Linked DNA regions of Triticum aestivum: region 2 is linked to region 1. The links are chromatin contacts, called in public Hi-C maps. All regions are on one chromosome and are shown on one strand. Each heading gives the region's core, a stretch centred on a gene start, on an enhancer-like site or on the middle of the called end of the contact. The rest is flanking DNA. Distances are from core to core; before and after follow the strand shown.

The links. A called contact is a pair of places that touch in the nucleus more often than the background predicts.
Region 2: a contact with region 1 is called in a Hi-C map of leaf, with 9 times the contacts expected there. The contact joins the promoter of LOC123055624 here to the enhancer-like site in region 1. A contact is called at or near these places in 3 of 5 Hi-C or Micro-C datasets (all in leaf).

The regions. Positions count from the first base shown.
Region 1 is chr1A:452,371,181-452,377,404 of IWGSC CS RefSeq v2.1, reverse strand. No RefSeq gene overlaps it. Among protein-coding and RNA genes, the nearest start is that of LOC123146260, 110 kb to the right of the region's middle. Within about 2 kb of position 2,169, at least 8 of the 8 cell types and tissues checked have an H3K27ac peak or open chromatin away from gene starts, as enhancers often do. A contact at or near this core is called in leaf, where this site is marked.
Region 2 is chr1A:453,055,451-453,062,029 of IWGSC CS RefSeq v2.1, reverse strand. It overlaps LOC123055624 (transcription factor MYBC1), which reads left to right and starts at 1,637. Exons shown (of 1, transcript XM_044479563.1): 1 at 1,637-3,431. The coding sequence starts at 2,093. The coding sequence ends at 3,031.

The sequences.
Region 1 (6,224 bases), core at 920-3,419:
GTCTTTTGTTTTACAGGTCCCTGAAAAAGCGGCCTCCTAGATATCTACGAGACGAGGAAGCTTTGTGGTATCTGGTATGGACATTTATTTTCACCTTGTACCGTAAATGACGGTTATTTTAAACTTTCGTGTCTTTTGTGGGATCTGCTAGTGATGCTTTCCGACCATCCACGTGAGCCCCAGCTAACCCTCGGGGGAAAAAAAGTGAGCCCCAGCTAAACTGTGTTGCTTGCCTGAGCAAGAAGTCTAATTACTACTAGTACTAGTACTATAAAACAGTTAAGGAAAATGCTAAACAGAGAGCATATGAAAAGAGTTTCCGTTCCATGACATGTGCACGACTGGGCATGCAAGCCGAGAGAGCAGGGATTGCATTATTGGCCCTGTAACGACTGGGGTCGCAAAAGGCCACTTGGTACTTTGCTTATTTTTATCCACCCAATCTACTTTTGCTCCTTTTCTTGCAAGCTTTGCCTCGCCTCACCTCATGTGCTGTGCAGAAAGGCCAGATTGCTAGTTCTGGAGGCAAAAGGGCAGCCAGGAACCAGCAAGGAAGGACAAAAGCTAGGATCTAATGCGCAGCAGCAGCTGCAGGCAGATTGCAGCTATTGCGCTGCGCAGGTGCGCGTATCCCAACCACCCCTGCCCATCTCACGGCAACGCCACGCGACTCCCTCCACTGATCCGGCCCGGCGCAGCGCAGGGGAATGTGCTGCCAAAAGCTAGCGATCCCACCCACCCCGACGGCTTCCTCCTCTTTCATCACCCCACGAGGGGCGGGAGGAATCTCCATCCGACGGCCGACGGCGAAAGCTGCCGGGGCATCTCGGCGATGGATGGAGATGGACTCAACTCCGCACCTGATGCCTTTTTGACGCGGATTGGATGGTCTTTCTTTTTATCATCATCAGAAGATCCGGTGCGTTTTGCCTGGGTTAATATTGTGGTTCACGCCACAAGGAATTTCACCAGGTTGAGCTGTGATGCAATCAGGTTGGAGAGTTTGGGAAGACCTGCAAACCTAGCACCAGTTAAGCTACTTTTCGAGCCATAATAGAAAGGTTGCCGAGAGTGTGAGAGTTGCCGAATCGAGCCCGCGATTGAACGCGGTGAGAGGCTGATCCGCCATTCATGGTGATCTTTATTTGTAGACCTCCGTGTGCGGCCAAATGGGGCAAGAACCTCCGAGGAAGCATGCGGCTACTAAATTTATGTTAAAACAGGGCCCAACAACTCATACTTGATTAACCAAGTTGCGTCGGATGTGCCTCGTTTTTGGTAATGACGCGATCCGGACATCTATGCAGCGTGCAAATCTCCAAAATCGCAATTTGCTGGTGTAAAGCTTACGAGCCGGGAAGGGGAAGTAGAATGGGGCCTTTTTTCGAGTTATCGAGGACTGAAAATGATGAAAGTCGTCTTGTCAAGTTAGCATGCCACTAAAAAACTCAGATTTCGGGACAGCTACTTCCCTGGCCGGCAGGAAATGAATGAAAACCTGGAGATTTTTTTTTCAGGGACTGCTAGGGACAGAGCTTGTGTATGAACATGACCGACCAAAGGGTCCACAAGAGCTGCTGCCACTATTATATGGAGTTGTCCGATTGTCTCAGTTAGCTCAATCATGCTTCTTCTTTAGGTTATCTATATAAACGTCCACAGCGAACGTGTGTGGCATGCATTTTTGGAGAGCTTTCCCTGTCGGGGAAACTTGATCTGGACAAATTATTGTCATACTAGTAGATGGCTTCTACTACTAGTAGTACCTGTAGGCCGTGCGAGTCAAGCTAGTTACGCGTGAATAAAGTTGATATATACATGACACGATGAGCATGCAAGTTCCGAGAGAATCAGACTTTAGCATTGGCTCCGCTGCTTTGCTTTATCAATCAATCAGTAAGAAGAAGAAGCTGGAATCCGGGCAACTCGATGGTGATCCCGGTCGAGATGCCGCTCGCGCTCGGTGCGCCCTCTCTTGACTCAACCCAGATCATGCGCACAGGGTAGTAGTACGTGGCCCAGAAGGTGCACGCACGGACGTACAGTGCGGTGTCGGAGAGAACTGTGGCGTCACGGCAGCGCCCAACCTACGGTACGGTACGGGCGGGCAGTGCAGGCCCCGAAGCCGACGGCAACGGGATCGGTGGCAGCACTGGGCGGGCAGTGGTGTGTGATAGGCAGAGGCAGGCCCACCCCGGGTCTCGCTCACTCATCTCTGATGGTGGTGGTGGTGGTGGAGGAGCAGGCAGCAGGCGTGTGGAGATCAGAATCTGGCCTTGTCCTCTTGTTGCCGCGCCCGTCCGTCCTCCCGGCCCGCCCCACGGCCATGCGTATCTGCTTGGATGGGTGCCCCCGAGTCGTTAGCTGTCAAGGAAAGATGCTTCCACGGACACGAGCGAGAAAGCTGGGACGGACGGACGGGGGTGGGCGACCTGATCACGCATCGTCGCTGCGGCTGCTCGCTCGCCCGCTCGCCCGTGGCCCCCGCGCATGGCCTGGATCACAGCGCGCGCATCCTCCGTCCTGCCCTCGCCCTGGCCCTGGCCCTGCTGCGATGCGTGCTCCATCGGCGATGCCACTGTGTGTACTCGCCTCGCTTGCTGGGTGATCTGGTGCGGGTCGGCCGGCCTTTTTTACTGCGTGAGGTGTCCCAAGCCTTGCCCCCGGAGGAGAGACGACGGCAAGAATTTTTCTTCTGTTTTTCCAAGACCGAGCCCAATTCATCCGATTTGCCTGCATTTTGAGAAGCCGGTGCATCTCCGCTCCCAGGATAGATCTGTGCTACTGCCTGCTATGCCTCCCCGCACCGCGCATACGAGGACCATTTCATTCGAAAAGTACTGATAAACATATTGCACTTTTTTTAATAAGCACACAAAATCCTGCATGCTGATCCATGTCGGACCACGTTGAGCGGATGGCAATAGAATCGGATTGTTGGTCGACCTGATCTCAATCCAATAACTATAGCTCGTGCAAAACATGCGACCATGACGCGGAGGTGATCCGCCGACCGGATAGGCCTTGTCTGTGGCGAAAGTGGCGGAACCCAGTGCGTACTTTTTTTTTTTTGAGTCTGGAACCCAGTGCGTACTACTCCTGCGCGCTACGAGAGCTCCTATACGCCGCCCGTGAGCGTCCGAGCGACGCGGCTTCGCTGAAGTGAAGCGCAAACGGGCCGGCCCGATAAGCACGCTGCCGACCTCATTCTGGATCCAAGCGAGCCAACCAGCCGAGCTAGCTACCTACAACGGTAAAATTGCAGCGCCTGTCTTAAAGTATAAAAGGCAGCGGCAAATCATGTTATTTTTTAAAATAAATATTTTTATAATATGCGTTGAACAAACTTTAGAATACAGAGAGTTTTTTAAAACAAATACTGAATTTTTTTTAAATACACAACTGAACATTTTTTTTGTATACGTTGAACAATTTTTTTATATACGATGAACAAATTTTAAATACACAATGAACTTTTTTTAATATACGTTGAACAATTTCATTATATACTATGAACATTTTTGTAATACACGATGAACAATTTTAGAATGCAAGGTGCACTATTTCATAATATACGATGAACATTTTCTTAATATGATGAAGATTTTTGTAATATGCGGTGAACTTTTTATATAATGCGCAATAAAGATAAGAAAAACAAAAGAGAAAATAAAAAGGAAACATAAAAGAAAAAAAGAACCAAAAAAGAAAAAGGAAAAAAAAACAACTGAAAACCAGGCAAAACAATGAAAACACTGGAAGAAAAAATCGTAGAAGAAAAACGAAAAAAACCCCGCAAGGAATAGAGAAGGAAGCGGCAGCGAACGCATCGAACGGTAAACGCTGATCCCGTACATGGGCCGGCCCAACCAATGGCTCCCTGCGCGAAAGCACAACATTCTGACGCTAACGAGCGTCAAATAGGGTATGCCGCGCGCTACACGTCGGCATCGCGCCGTGCGATAGCGCCGCCTTGACCAGCCCATCTGATATTTTCTTTTTTTGATACCAGCCCATCAAATCGACCGGGCTTTTTCTTGGTTGTGCATACGCATGGAGCGGGTGTCTGTCTAGCTTGGCGTTTCCTATTTGACGCTTGCCGCATCAAATTGTCGCAAAAGCTCGTATATAGAACACTTACGTTGTTATATGTATTGGGCCAGCTCATACTAGAGAACCCGGTTTTGGGAACCTTCTAGAATGTTATTGACTAGATATTTCGTTCACCATTTTTAACTTTGTCTTTTTCCTCATTTTTATAGCCTCTTTGATTCATAAGATTGCAAAAACACAGGAATAGAAAAAACGTAGGATTGGAATGGCATGTCCATTGGATCCCTATAGGATTTGAGTTTGTTTGATTGTGTCACGGGGAAAACAAAGAATTTCTTTCGAGAGGTTGGAATGGATGTTAGAATTCCTGTGAAATGTAGTACAAACGAATCCTTAAAAAGAATTCCTACGGGATTCAATCCTACGAATCAAATGACCAACGTAGGAAAAATTTCTAAGGATTCTAATCCTTTAAAGATCCTATAAAAATCCTTTGAATTAAAGAGACCATAATTTTTCTTGCATTTGAAAGTTTGTAAAAAAATATTAGAACATTTTCCAAAATATTCACAAATATATAAAATATGCATGATTTTTAATAGCATTTTTAAAATAATCATGTTTTCCATAAAATGTTCTCAAAAATAAATGAAAAATCCATTTTTTTTAATGTTCACTTCAAAAATATATGAGTGTGATAATGTTCAACTTACAATAGATTGTCGTTTCACGTAGTTGTCCAACATTTAAAAAGAATTTGTTTCGTACTGTCTCAACTATGTGATCAATCTTATGCATATTTTCTTATAGTGTGTCACCATGTACTTTGATCCCGTCACAACGCACAGGTACTATACTAGTTAGTAAACTAATTAATCTTCTGCCTAAGATTTTCACCATGCGGATTACTTAAACTAACTAGGACACACTAACGTTACACTGGCTATAATCCTTTGTGTTGCTTCAATGATTTGAGAATTGAGGTTGTCAAACATTTGTACATTCAATGTTATTTTCCCAAAGAATTATGGATGCAGTTCAATCGGGATTACTTGATGATCAACCTTGTCGTAGCAAACACTACCTCTATTAGAGCATGGTTGTAACACCCTTGATGCGACTATAGCTCCCACGTGTCGAGGCACGACTTAGAGACATAATCGCATTGAAGGCATAAGTCGCAAGTTAGGCAATCTTCACAACATCCCATGTAATATGATAATAAAAAGGGAGATAACATAATTGACTTACACTCACCACGTCAATCAAGTACATAAGTAACATTACATCATCCAAACACTCATGGCCCGACTACGGCGCCAAAATAAAAGAGAACCCAACATGGGACACGGTCCCGTTCACCCCCAACTGGGCACCACTACTGATCATCGGGAAAGGAAACATAGTATTGTTGAGAGTCTTCGTCGAACTCCCACTTGAGCTCGTATGCGTCTCCTGGAGCGGAATCATCAGGCCCTGCATCTGGTGTAATAGTAATCTGTGAGCCACAGGGACTCAGCAATCTCGCACCCTCGCGATCAAGACTATTTAAGCTTATAGGTGAGGCAATGTGGAATAAGAGTGGAGCTGCAGTAAGCGACTAGCAAGTATGGTGGCTAACTTATTCGCAAAAGAAAGCGAGAAGAGGAGGCAAAGCACGAGCGAGAAACTAGAGGGGCAACCTGCGCAAACATTACTCCAACACCGTGTCCACTTCCCGGACTCCGCCGAGAAGAGGCCGTCACGGTAACACACTCGGTTGATTCATTTTAATTAATTAAGGTTCAAGTTGTCTACAACCGGACATTAAAAAATTTCCATCTGCCCATAACCGCGGGCGCGGCTTTCGAAAGTTCAATCCCGGCAGGGGAGTCCCAACTTAGCCCATGACAAGCTCTCACGGTCAACGAAGGAATAGACCTCCTCCCAAGACGTTCCGATCAGACTCGGTATCTCGGTAACTCAAGACACTTCGACAGGTTAAAACAAGACCAGCAACACCGCCCGAATGTGCCGACAAATCCCGATAGGAGCTGCACATATCTCTTTCTCAGGGCACACTCAGATTGTCCTAGGTACGGGTAGGCCAGCCCAGAGTTGCCCCTGGTGGCTACCGGTAGCTGACAGGTGGACCAACACTCAGAGGAGCACTGGCCCGGGGGGGGGGGTTA
Region 2 (6,579 bases), core at 388-2,887, 690 kb before region 1:
TGAACTAGGGCCGCTGGCCTGAACTAGGGCTTGGTAGTTCGAACGCTGTTGTTTTTAAAATGAAGACGGACAAGATGGGGCCAAAGGATGCGGCCGCGCGCTGATCGCACGGTCACCACATCCGACAACAGGCCCGGACACGACCCCATCGCCCTACCCAAACGGATAGAATCCGGGTAAAACGGACGTCTGTTTGGGGACGCGCGGTGAAGTTGGCCTTATGTCTTGCAACCCATTTCTTTAAAATAAAAAAAAAATCTATCTTTTATTGTCATGGTATTTTTAGATCCTACAAACAAAATAAGCCCGCAATGGTAATTTTGTTAGGAACTGTGTTGTGTAACCGAACTCAAATATGGTATAAATTAATGCTACACCTCCCTGTAAGATACACATTATCTTTCATTTTAGACATAAATTTAATTTTCATCATCAATGGATAAGAGTAGTGCACCATAGAAGATTAGCGCTCGCTCCGTCTAGAAGTAATTGTCGCAGAAATGTATAAGAATGAATGTATCTATAACTAAAATACGTCTAGATACATCCATTTCTCTATTAAATATTTTCGAAAGACTTGGATAACACCACCAATCAATTGGTGGTAAAACGGCTGTCCCCGGCTCAATTGCCACTGCCGAGAACAAATCCAAATTGAATCCTGCCTTTCCTCAATTATTACCAGTATTACCACTTCCCTTTTCTGTGCAGAAAGAAAAAAAGAAGAAGCTGCGAGAGTAGACCCAATAGGCCATGTTTATTAGCTTGATTGAAAGCGAGATAGGTGTACCCATTAAAACAAATGGTGAGAATGCAAGGAGCCTTTGACCGCTGCATTCACAATCAAATCCAGTGAAATACGATTTTTTTAGTAACTTTTAACCGGAACAGCGACATGAGATTCACCCAACCAAATCCTACTCCTGCTACATTCCTAGACGCTGAACGGCTGTACCTGCGGCAGCAGCAGCAGCAGCAGCTGCTAGGTGGGAGCACGTACCAGATCCAGCCCTCCCTCCCACCCCTGCGTGCATAGATCCAGTCGGTCCAGACGATCGATCCGTCCTCCGTCCGTCCGTCCGTCCAGGCAACCAACGCGGGACGCGCGCGATATCCACCTCGACCCCGAGGCCACACGAGCCACACGAGATTCCCCCTCCCCACCACACCACTCCCGCTCCCCGGTTCGGCTCGGTTCGGTTTGATCCGGCGGGGCGAGGCGAGCGACATGTCCACATGAGGACAAACCAAACTCCAGCTAAGAAGATATCTCCCCGTCGTCTCGTCCCGTCTCGTCCTTTTCCAGTCCAGTGTTTTTGTTTTGTCACCCTGTGCATGTGTTGTGTAGATATGCGCCCCGGAAATCCCGGAAAAACGAAATCGCTCGGCTTATCTTTTTCTTTTCCTCTTTATTATTACGTACTCCCTCCGTTCTAAATTACTCGTCGCAGAAATGGATGTATCTAGAACTAAAATACATCTAGATACATCCATACCTGCGACAAGTTATTAGTGAGTATTTATGTAGGATATGTAGGAGGAGAGGGGAAAGGGGGAGGAGAATCACGCACAATTAAAATCGAGTGTGAAGGCAGGACCAACAAGCGAGCAAACAAAGAAAGCAACCGAGGATAGCACAAAAATAGCTTTAAAGCCGGACGGACGGAGGCAGGGCGGGGCAGCCCACTAGTTGAACTGCACCGCACCACTCCCGAACTCATCAGATACCCTCCTCCTCACTCATCGTCGGCCTATCGTCCGTCCTAGAGAGAGAGGGAGAGGGAAGGGGTGAAAAAGGTGTGAGCAGATTGTTGATAGATAGAGGGGGGGAGAGAGAGAAAAGAGGGGGATATCGCAGCAGCAGCCGCAGCAGCGGGCAGAAAGAAAGACCCAAACGAGTGAGAGAGAGCGCCACGAAAGCTTAGAAGAAGAGAGATCCACCTCGAAGTAACCCCCCTCCCTCCCTCCCCATCCTCTCCTTCCTCCCCACGCCCTCCTCCCAGCGCGAGAGCACGCCGCTGCTGCCAGCGGACGACTGCGGCCAAGGCGGCGAATTGCTCTGCTCCGCTCCGCTCCGGGCCGGGCCGCGAGGATGAGGGAGGAGGAGGAGCCCAGCTGGTTCGCGCGCTTCGACGAGGACCTGCCGGCGCCCGACGAGCTCATGCCGCTCTCGCAGTCGCTCATCACCCGCGATCTCGCCGCCGCCTTCGACATCCCCACCACGCACGGCGGGGGCGGCCCGCTCAGCGGCGGCGCCGACGGGGCCGGCGGCGCGGGCGGCCAGGAGATGAACGGCGGCGCGTCCTCGGCCGCCGGCTCCAGCGGCGGCAACGGGGGCGGCAACGGCGAGGAGCCGGCCAGGACCCTCAAGCGGCCGCGCCTCGTGTGGACGCCGCAGCTGCACAAGCGCTTCGTTGATGCCGTGGCGCACCTCGGCATCAAGAACGCCGTGCCCAAGACCATAATGCAGCTGATGAGCGTGGACGGCCTCACGCGCGAGAACGTCGCGTCCCACCTCCAGAAGTACCGCCTCTACCTCAAGCGCATGCAGGGGCTCGGCAACGGCGGTGGCGGCGGGGGAGGCAGCCACTCCTCCGGCTCCGGGACCGACGCAGCCACCGAGCACCTCTTCGCCACCGGGCCCTCCCCGTTCCTCCCGCCCGGCCGCGGCCCGGCCGTCGCCGACCCCTACACCCCCTACGCCGCCATGCCGTCCCACCCCGCGGCGCACCACCATCACCACCACCCGCAGCAGATCGGCCACTTCCACCACCCCGCCGCGCGCCCGTTCGGCCACTACGGCGCCGGGCCAGGCGGCGGCTTCGACCACGGCTTCCTGAGCCGCGCCGTGGCCAGCGGCGCGCCAGTCGGCCCGCCCGGGATGCACCACCGCATGGTCGGCGGCGGGGCCGCGATGGGGATGATGGCGCCGTCGTCCTTCGCCGAGGAGCTGGAGCTAGGGTCCCGCGGCGGCGGCGGCGGCGGCGGGCGCCGGGAGCTGACGCTGTTCCCGACCTCCGGCGAGCACTGAGCGTCGACATCGACGGTGACCGGCATCGAATGGCGTCCGTCCGTCCGTCCTCCTCGGGTATATAAAATTCGTTTTCCCCTCTGCCGCCGCCGCTACTTCCCACAGATCGGCATGGAATCCCAGCAAGATTCACCGCATCGTCATATCATAGAAGGCCAAGAATTCTTGGGAATTAGCGCTCCGCCACCCACCCATCCATCCATCCAATCCATCCATATTTTCTATCTCTCTCTCTCTCTCTCTTGGCCAGTGCTTCTGTTCTGTTCTTGTGTTGCGGATATTTGTCATTGCTGTTCCCGTTCTCTCCTTGTTCTTTGCTGTTGATGACATAAAAGCTTAGCCCTAGAGACAATTATTTTAGACGGTAAAAAAGTTGTGAAAATTTGGTGCCTGCTAGTAAGTACTTTCATTCATGTTGCTGGTTGTCTGAGGAAAGAAAATTGAATCCTTGCGAATTGCGCGGAGGATACAGGCTCCAGGGGCCAGTCTGCTCTGCTCATCCCGGCGACTGACACTTGAGCCGTGATCCCGCGAAACAAGTGATGCAATCATCTACCGTTGCAGATTGCATAGGTGAGTCGACTCGAGTAGAGATGATATAGGCAGGATTGAATAATGTCAAGGACCCACCCACCCTGAGCTTGGAGGTGAATTTAAAGTTTGTTTGTACCGGCATGATGACAATTTAGCTCCTCGTCCTTCGGGCTTCAGGAGGATGAACATGTGTAGCAAAGGTTGCACTAGTTGCTCTTACATTCTGCTGCCGCTGCTGCTAGGATCATGATTCAGAGCAAGCCAAATTGGAGTTTCTTGTACCAGTAACCATTTGTAAATCTTCCCTGCTCCATTTTAAAATCTTACTGTTTCCTGTAGCCTGAGAGAAGAACAAAAAAAAGAAAACCATGTTGAATTGTGCGCGTACAGTGGTGCTTAATTGGGGGTATGTTCAAATCAACAGTATCTCCCTGCTCTCCCAATGCGCGAACGCGTCACACTATTCACTAGCAGGTGTGAAGCAGGCATTCCCAACCACGCTGACAGTATCTTGCCCACCTGATCATCTGAGCGACTTGGCAGTGATAATTTAGCAGGGCAGATTAGAGATCGTGTGGTACCGTGGATCTGAATTCTCAAACACGCGCTGACTTGGCAGTGACGATCAGAGAGTACCACGATGTCATGTGATTTGCTCAACCACATTCCCCGTAGCCATCTAGGTGTATGTAGCGCAGGTAGGAGGAGTGTATCTGATCTGATCTGTATTGGCGTTGACGAGTCTGAAGAAAGATATGTGGATGGATGGGGGAGGCGCTGCGCTGCGGCATTGATTTTCCGAGGAGGGAGGGAGGGAGGGAGGGACGGGGTTCGTGTTGCTGTTAGGGGCGTGACCTGGCATTAAGTGATGTGACCACGAGAGCGACCAAGGCGTTAATGGGAAAAAAAAAATCTATGCGGATCGGCCCATCCCCCGCAGGTAAAGAAAGCGAGGTGTGTGGATTTTGTTCAGGTGAGCGACGACGAGGACTTGTCTTGTCCCCCACCCATCCCCTCCCTCGGGACATGCTATGCTACCATTGCTTGCTTGGTTTTCCACCATCTCTGACTGTTCTTTACTTTCCCGGTTCCCCCCTCCCACACACAACGGGTTGGTGAATGGATCAGCGCAGCAGCAGGGAGCGGGTCAGTGTCTCGCGTAAAAAATCTTTGAAAATGTTTTTTTTAACTTCCGATCTATTGATCTTCAATCATGACAGTACAACGGACATCAAAAATAAAAATTACATCCAGAATCGTAGACGACCTAGCGACGACTACAAGCACTGAAGCGAGCCGAAGGCGCCGCCGTCATCACCCTTTCATCATCGGAGTCGGGCACAACTTGTTGTAGTAGACAGTCGGAAAGTCGTCGTACTAAGGTCTCATAGGACCAGCGCACCAGGACAGCAACCGCCGCCGATGAAGAATAACATAGGTCGGAAGGATTCAACCCAAAGGCACACGAACGTAGACGAACAACGACGAGATCCGAGCAAATCCACCAAAGATAGATCCGCCGGGGACACGCCTCCACACGCCCACCAACGAATGCTAGACGCATCACTGGAACGGGAGCTCGGCCGGGAGACCTCTATTCCATCTTCAGGGAGCCGCCGTCGTCTCACCTTCCTATGCAGGACACAAACCCTAACAAGACAGAAAAAACGACTAAAAACGGAGCCCTCCCGCCCGCCCTTGGCAGGATCCATCGCGCCTCCATGGCCCTAAGGCCACCGGAGACAAGGCGGACCTGCGGCGGCGCTGGCGAGAGGCAGGACCCTAGCTTTCTTTTCTGAAGGAGGAGGATGAGCGACTTGAGGACACACAGATAACCTTCGAAAATGTTAAATCCTGAACGTCGGATTTTAAGCATGGCAATCCGAACGTTTTCATCGCAACTTTGGTTCCCGCGAGGTAGGCAAACTTTGGTTCCCGCGATGAAAACGTTTGGATTGTCATGCTTAAAATCCAACGTTCAGGATTTAACATTTTCTAACAAAAAAAATGAGCTGGTACAAATCTGAATGCTCGGGATTTATCAGGGTCCAAAATCTTTCATCATCAGAAACGAAAATGCACGGTTGGAATCCATGGTTTTGTGATCCAACTACTTGGCCCCGTGCGCCCGCGCCACTGACCAGGTTCGGCATTCGTGTTCCACGGAATGAGCACGACAAGGGCGAGCTCACGCTTCTCGCGCGGGGGCACGGTGTGAAATCCTATGGCCAGCTCACATTTCTTGTAAAATGTACCAGATCAGTTTTAGATATTAGTGTGTGCTTTTTTGGCTACCGGGTAATAAGAAATCATAGTATCTGCACATAATGTACTCCTTCCTCCCGTTATTTTTGCTTCATGTTATCGCTCCATAGGTCTTATCCTACCAATAATTACGGAGCACATTTACACCTTCCTCCCCTTATCCTTGCTCCACGTTATCACTTTGTGGGTCGTATCCTACCCATAATTATGGAATATTCCGTATTTCCTATCGCTATCTTTCTACCACTAGTTATGGATCATATTTATTCTTTCTTTTATTTCACATTGACGATGGATAGATAATCCTACCGATAAATACGGAGTAGATATACTCCTTCGCCACGTTATCATTGCTCCACGGTATTGCTTCATGGGTCCTATCCTACCGAGAATTATGGAGAGTATTTACATGTTCCATGTTATCGCTCTGTGAGTTTTATCCATGATGGAGCATCTTTACTCCTTCTACATGTTATCGCTTCATAGGTCTTATCCTACCGATAATTACGGAGCACATTTACAACCCCCCCCCCCTTATCCTTGCTCCACGTTATCACTTTGCGGGTCATATCCTACCGATAATTATGGAATATATTCCCTATTTCCTACCGCTATCTTTCTACCACTAGTTACAGATCATATTTATTTTTTCTTTTATTTCACATTGACGCTGGATAGATAATCCTATCGATAAATACGGAGTAGATATACTCCTTCGCCACATTATCATTGCTCCACGGTATTGCTTC